Regions from separate parts of the Danio rerio genome. Here region 1 is linked to region 2. A link is a contact called in public Micro-C data. All regions are on one chromosome and are shown on one strand. Each heading gives the region's core, a stretch centred on a gene start, on an enhancer-like site or on the middle of the called end of the contact. The rest is flanking DNA. Distances are from core to core; before and after follow the strand shown.

Region 1 (3,635 bases), core at 703-3,202, 110 kb after region 2:
CTGGAATGCCACTTTTTTGTTTGACCACTTTAAAACATGTTGCCGGATGTCTAACTAAACTTAATTATTTAGGTCACTGAATAAAATGTAGTCCTAAAGCAGTAGGCTTGGTATGATGCGATTATGGTAGATAATTGGCATTCTGTATTTGAGTACCTGATAGAAGAAGACATCTTTCCGGTCAGTGCCTTCAGTGGCAAACTCCTCTACGATGCCCTCTGGACTGATGCCATGCTCAGCACACAACTGCTTCCAAAACTCAAAACCAACTGCAGAGAAAGACAATGAGGACTACATTTATTCAAGTACTCTATTGCATGATGTTTAAAAAACACTTCTCAAAGACAAAGCTACTGGGAAATGCTATATGTAACGTTGTTGAATAATAGCAACATAACGGCTGTTACTGTTTACAGCTTCTATGATGGATGTAGTCCGTCTCCACCTATAAATAAATACAACTCTATTCCCGCTTTCTAAAACGGCCAATGTGACTAAATTGACTAATGTTAATTAACGTTACTACAAAGCAAGCATAACGTTAACTTACCACGTTTAGTTTTATTGATTAGGAAACACAAACAAAGAACAGACAGTAGTGTTAAATGGAAAATAATGAAAGTACTTGGCTTCCTGCAGCTGAAAAAATACTGTAAACAATCAAACCATCTTCTGATCTTATTTACGTTGCTTATTTATGGTGTCGTTTTAAAGCTGTGCAGTGTGATAACGTTAGCTGGATAACGTTAGCTAGCTAACGTACACTGTTTATGTAAAGATGGCTCTTGTTGGCAAACAAAGCCTAATAAAGGAAAATGGCTCACTCTGGTTCCCGCACTGTCCGAGCTGCAGGGTGATGATTTCTCGAGGCATCCCGTCCTGCTGTTATTTCAGCTGTACGATCAGTAAATGTGAGAGACGTTCTGCTGTCAGTCAACCACTATGCGTGTTCCCGCTCCAACAGCAACGGCCTATCGGACGCCCACTGCGCATGCGCAAACTCCGGCAACTTTACAAATTTAAAGCCACTCTGTAATCTAACTAGATCAATCTTTGTAAGGATGGAACAAAATACGTTTTTATGGAAAACAGCAAATATGTAAAAGAAAAAAGACATAAACGTAGAGGGCACTACCGACGTATTTCAAGACGTATGTATGCGTTTATATTGAACAACATCAAAGCTGCGCGTCAGTTACGCAGAATTTTGCAAGCATAGAATTTCTGGTCAGGTTTAAAATGCAGTTTATTTATAACATTTCTCCGGGCAACTTTTTTTTTAACCTCCTAAGATACTTACAATGGGGATATACATATAATTATTATTTTTATTTATATATTTAAATAACTATAAATTTTGTAAATTGTAAAGAAATTATTAAACTTTTTTGTAAGAATTTAAAAGGAATGTGTCTTTTTCTCTATCTATGTAGTAATATAAGACGCATAAGCAGTTTTATTAAATTAAAATATGTATTTTAGATCTTATTCTTAGTTACTGTCTTATAAATGAGATTGTAAACTGCATTCTGTACTATGAAAAAAAATAGTCCTAAAACTTTTAGAATTATAGTTTTTTACTGCAACTGAAATTAAATCTCTCCTGAAGAATGAATGTTGACTTTTAAAATAAAAAAATATTTATATATTCCTTTTTAAAATACATAAAATATTTATCTAATTCGCCTATCCCCCAATTTACAAGCATACACAGTCTAGTAATATCCATCTACGATACATCTGTTTTATTTATTATAAAAACTAACATCAAACTGTAATGCATAAACAAGTTTAATAAGCGAATAAAGCATGGAAGGAGATAATCTGTAAGTGTTGTCTGAACGATATGTGAAGTAAGAGCCTTTACTTCAGTGGTGGGTGTTGGTTGTTGTTTAGCAGCTCTGCCTGTAATCCTGGTCTGCCATTGGCCAGATCAAGCCCGTCCTCCCGTCAGTCTTCGCTGTTGCTCCCGCGACAAAACAACGACTGGATATGACCATAGATATGACAGCAGCACGGTGACAACATTAAATTCGAGCCGAGCTGATACTTAAACGTATTAATTCAACACATTCGTGCCCAATAATGGGTTTTAACTCTCAGTCACTCCGTGTCAACAACGGCAGCCTCTTGAACGCACGAGGTCTGCCCACTGCTGCTCTGCCCTGAGCGGCTTCAGGCTAATCGGCTAGCTCGCTAACCAAACCGTTTCTTTAGCACGAGGGTTGTTTTTAGCGTTACATTATTGTACACTTTGTTGGTTTATCTACAGACACTTTTTTTAGAGACACGTTGAGTATGGCGGGTGGGGCAGAAGAAGCGACAGAAGCGAGCGGTTGTGCAGGGAGGCTGCGCTCCAGCGGCGGCCTCCGGAGCGGTTCGTGCTCCGGTGGGACATCCGAGCAGCTCCGCGCGGTCAAAACAACGCTGCTGGAGCGGTTGGGGCCACACGAGCGCCTGCTCACCTATTTGCAGTCCGTTTTGTTGTGGGAGAGACCCTTTCACAGCGTCCTACTGTACACGGCTGCCAACGTCACGTTCTGGTGAGTGGATGAGCTTTATCTGCATGGATTTATCTGACGTTATCTCGGGCTCTGTTTACAACCCAGTGCATACAGTTGAAGCGTTTACATTATTAATGGGCTTTTTGAGGATCTTGTATAGTTCTTTCTTGTTTTCGATGGATGTATATACGTGTCTGGTTGTTCCAGACTTCTGCCCCTTTTCTTTTAAGATAAGAAACAGATGATGGTCAGGCTAGGAGACTATATTTAGACAGAGCTCTGGCTGTGTTGGTGGTGGTGCTACTGTAAACATAATGCTGTCCGTGCAACAGTTTGTTATTTTGAGTTTAGGTTTAACATTCAAGTTCAACTATTAAGCTAAACTTTGAGTTTGATGCAATGATTTTACTAATTCATGTCAAGCTAGGATATGTTTACAAGAATTTTCTGAGAACAATCTGTTGAATTGTTTGTGTACTCTATATGTTGTTGAATAGCCTGTATTCCCCTTCCTACTGTCAGTATAGGCAGGAGATCACTATGACAGAGATTGTGCAGATCTCCACACTTAATTGTGGTATTCATTCATTTTCTTTTCTGCTTAGTCCCTTTATTAATATGGGGTCGCCCCAATGGAATGAACCCCCAACTTATCCAGCATATGTTATATGCAGCAGATGCCCTTCCAGCTGGAACCCAACACTGGGAAACACACACACACTCTTGCACATACTCAGTATAAGGTTCTGAAGGTATGATAACCTTGGATAAAAATATCACAGTTATGCGGTTTTGTGATTACTGCTCTATAATATATTCTTTTTAAATTTCTGGGTAAAAAAACAAAAACTCTTTTCCCTTTAAACAATAAATTTTAAGAGACATTTATGATATTTTGGAGTAGTAAATATGTCAGGTTAAATAGTTCAAATACATTTAACTTCTGTTGTCTTAATTAGTTTCAAAAACAGATTTTTTTTCAACAATTTAAAACAGCATCTTTGAATATATTTTCTGCTGGAGATAATGTTTTCTTAAAAAACAAAACAAAAAAAAAGTAATAAAAAATCGTACACGTACCTTAGAAACAACATTGCAGAAAATTTTGATGGTTTTAAAACCTTGTCTTTT
Region 2 (3,308 bases), core at 43-2,542:
GAATCAATGCGAAAACTTGTCTGTCGCTGAGTCTTTCAGGAATAAGTCTCATGCTCTCCGCTCCTACGTGACTGCCACAGCATCTGCTCAGGATATGGCCTGGTCCAGGATTATGGATACCTTAGCATCATTTCTCCAAAGGTCTTGGATTACATCACCATAAGTACTATAATAAAGTTGTACATCAAATGGACCAAGCTCAAATAAGGCTGATACTGAGAAGACTAGTTTGCTAGTCTGTCTAGAGGCCTGGTTTAGGAGAGGTTTTGCCTACTTTTTAAGCCAGTCTATTTCATAGATGAGTTGCCTGAGACCATCTTAAACAGAAAACCTTTTTATGAACCAACATACCACTCATGGTTTAATGATAATCCTTCAGCTACTAGAGTCTGCAGAATGATTCATTTGATTAACGTCAACTCATCTGACCAGCTATTTCCTGGAAGATATTGGTACAATAAAACTAAACAAAATCAAATGATGTTTGATTGCTGTCCATGCGGAGCCATTTGCTTTCCAAGCCTTAATGAATGACAGAAAAAAAAGAGTTGAAAACAGACATTGCACAAGACAATAAAGAGGAAAGGGGGATCATCAGACCTTTTGGATGTCACACACACACACAAAAAGTCTTTCTGGTGCTCTTTCCCTCTTGATCTGTCTGTCTCCCTCTCTTCAGAGCCTCTCGTGACAGGAGTTTCCTGGAATAAAGGAGTCCATCTGCTTTCCATTCAGCCACATAATGCGTTTCAGGAGACTACATTACCCCCCAACACACACGCACACACACAACACAACACAGAGTGCTCATTCACCCCTTTACCCAGAACTTCACACTTACTTGTTAATGCAACTGCACAGTGTCCACGTCACAGCACTATCCAAATAACAGAAGCCAAATTTCCCATTACAAAACAGAAGGCCCATTTTTTTTTTTTGGTGATGACACCACAGTTTGGACAGATTGGGATCAAACCTAAACAACTGAAATGTGTTGTAATTACAAATTAAGCAGCTCTGATAGGCTGTGTCTTGTTTATAGGTTCAAACTGGGGATTTTGGCGTTTGTTTTGCTTTACGATTTGAGACAATTACTTCTGATCCACATCGCAGATTTGTTTCCATTTCCTGAAATGCCTACTTCTCATGTGCAGCGATCCAGACACAGTGGGCGGGGATTATTCTGGGCGTGTGCGCCATGAGCCAATCGGTTTCCGCGGTCGAACGCATGGGGTGACTCGCCCCGCCCCTCCACTCACGCTACTGAAAGAGTCTGCATGCTCATGTCCCGCAGAATCAGAAACGCAACAGAAGCCGATAAGACGCGTTTGTTTTATCAGCTCCCCGTTTGAAGGCACCCGTGGGATGAAACTATTTTATCAGCACTTTTTTGAAGTCGGAGACGTATAAGGAGATAACCCGCGATATTTGTCAGCCGAAATTGAGGAGTTTGTTTTTCATGGATCAGCCCGTTTCATGCGACTAGACATCCTCCATCTGTCCGATCTGCACGACAGCTCCGGGACGGCGGTGGACATCACTGGACGTTTACGGATAAAGACTGGACGACACGCTGTGATTTGAATGCCTTTGCCGGGACTTTGCTGGCTTGTGTGCTGCAGACAAGGCTTCAGTTTGCTGGCTCGGGATCATGGGGAGAAAGAAGAGGAAGAGTCTTTCGAGTTACGCAATCAGGACGAACACACACACACGGGACGGGTATGTAACGTTAGACAAAACTAAAACTGAGGAGCATAACCTAGTCTACTAACCACCTGGGCTCATGTTATGGTCCATTTATGGAGTTGAAACTAAGTGATTTGTTTTGTTGATGCTTGTGTTTATCTTTTTAAATTCTCAGTTAACTTGAGTCTTACCTGTTAGTAATGATCCCAAAAGTATTGATCATTCTTTGAGGATGTGTGGTCTCAGGTATTCACTTCAAACTAGCATATGTTGCTAGTAGTTGCTGATACATACTCCATTCACCTGGTCTTACATGTATGTGGCTCTGATTTACTAATAATTAGTTACTAGGCACTTCCTATTCATGAAACAATAGTCTCTATCATCAGTGTCAGTAGCCAACAAAATTTTACTCTGTGAAACACAAAAAGTTAAGGTAACTCAAACCATTTGAGGAAACCGATTACAACAAACCATTTAAGTTTAAAAACGAATCTAAATGAGTAGTGTGAACTTAATCCATTTGAGTAAACGAAGCAGTAAAACCCAATAAATGAAGAGAACTCAAACCAACTGAGTACTGTAAAACCCAATGAGTTAAGGCAAGTCAAACCGTTTGAGCAAACCGATTGAAACAAACCATTTAAGTTCAAAAATCCTAATGAGTACTGTGAACTTACTCCATTTAAGTTGAATTAATAAGGTATTTAATTAACTCGTTACTAGGTATGGGACGATAACTGGTTTCAAGGTATACTGCAGTTTGGAAAAGTCAATGTTTTAAAACTGACAAAATGTTATTTTATACTGTTCCTAAGGTATGTGTAAAATTAGATGTTTTGTTGTTTTTACATCTTTTACACAACAATTTTATTTAGTTTTTTAGGGCAACAGTACCTCCAACAGAAAAGGAACATCCACATCAAGCTATTGGTCCAAATGTTCTTAAAATACAATTGAACACAATACAATTTTGTTTTCAATGGGGCAAAAGTTTTTTTTTTTCTTTCCCCCAGACATTTTAAAAGAATCTATTTTGGAGCAGTAATCACAATACCGTGAAACCGTAATATTTTTTTTCTAAGTTTATCATACCATCAGAATCTTTTACCGGCCCATGCCTACTCCTTACCTTCAACACTGAGTTCAAAGCTCTTTTCAAATGAGTAGAATTAACTTTCAGTAAATTTTGAGTTAACTACAGTCATTTCATTGATAAAGTTGATTGTTGGGTTTTACAGTGTAGTTCTTCTTCATACAATTCTCATTTCCACAATTGTTGTTTTATGTGTTATATGTATGTTATGATCAGTGTATCGTGTGGTTTTATTCAGCTCTAATACAAGAAATGATTAGCATTAAGAGAATCAGGGCCTGCAGTATGTAAAGAGTTGGGTGAAGGTAAAGTAATTTATGTTTGGATATTCAGACATTTTTCTTAATATTACAATTTCAGAACAGTGTGCTTTGCAAATTCTAAATAGGGAAATCAAAATAGCAGCAAATGACTATGTAATGTAATGTAATGTGTATTTATATAGCGCATTTATTGTGTATGGCCATACATCTATCAGAGTACAACATTGTTCACACTCAATTAGATAATGTCAATGTTGTTCTGA

Evidence for each region. Hi-C and Micro-C count contacts between places; a contact is called where the count stands out from the background.
Region 1: a Micro-C map of caudal fin shows a contact between it and region 2, with 2.0 times the contacts expected there. The contact joins the promoter of retreg3 here to the promoter of si:ch211-18i17.2 in region 2. A contact is called at or near these places in 2 of 18 Hi-C or Micro-C datasets (caudal fin and hematopoietic stem cells) and 1 of 4 datasets of contacts at active chromatin or transcription factors (caudal fin).

The regions. Positions count from the first base shown.
Region 1 is chr3:35,948,462-35,952,096 of GRCz12tu, forward strand. retreg3 (reticulophagy regulator family member 3) reads left to right here and starts at 1,953. Exons shown (of 9, transcript XM_689279.10): 1 at 1,953-2,543. The coding sequence starts at 2,299. It overlaps tubg1 (tubulin, gamma 1), which reads right to left and starts at 991. Exons shown (of 11, transcript NM_200908.2): 1 at 825-991; 2 at 157-269. The coding sequence starts at 873.
Region 2 is chr3:35,837,455-35,840,762 of GRCz12tu, forward strand. It overlaps si:ch211-18i17.2, which reads left to right and starts at 1,293. Exons shown (of 13, transcript XM_694923.10): 1 at 1,293-1,719. The coding sequence starts at 1,585. LOC141381244 (a long non-coding RNA gene) reads right to left here and starts at 1,130. Exons shown (of 3, transcript XR_012401116.1): 1 at 842-1,130; 2 at 601-701; 3 at 1-522.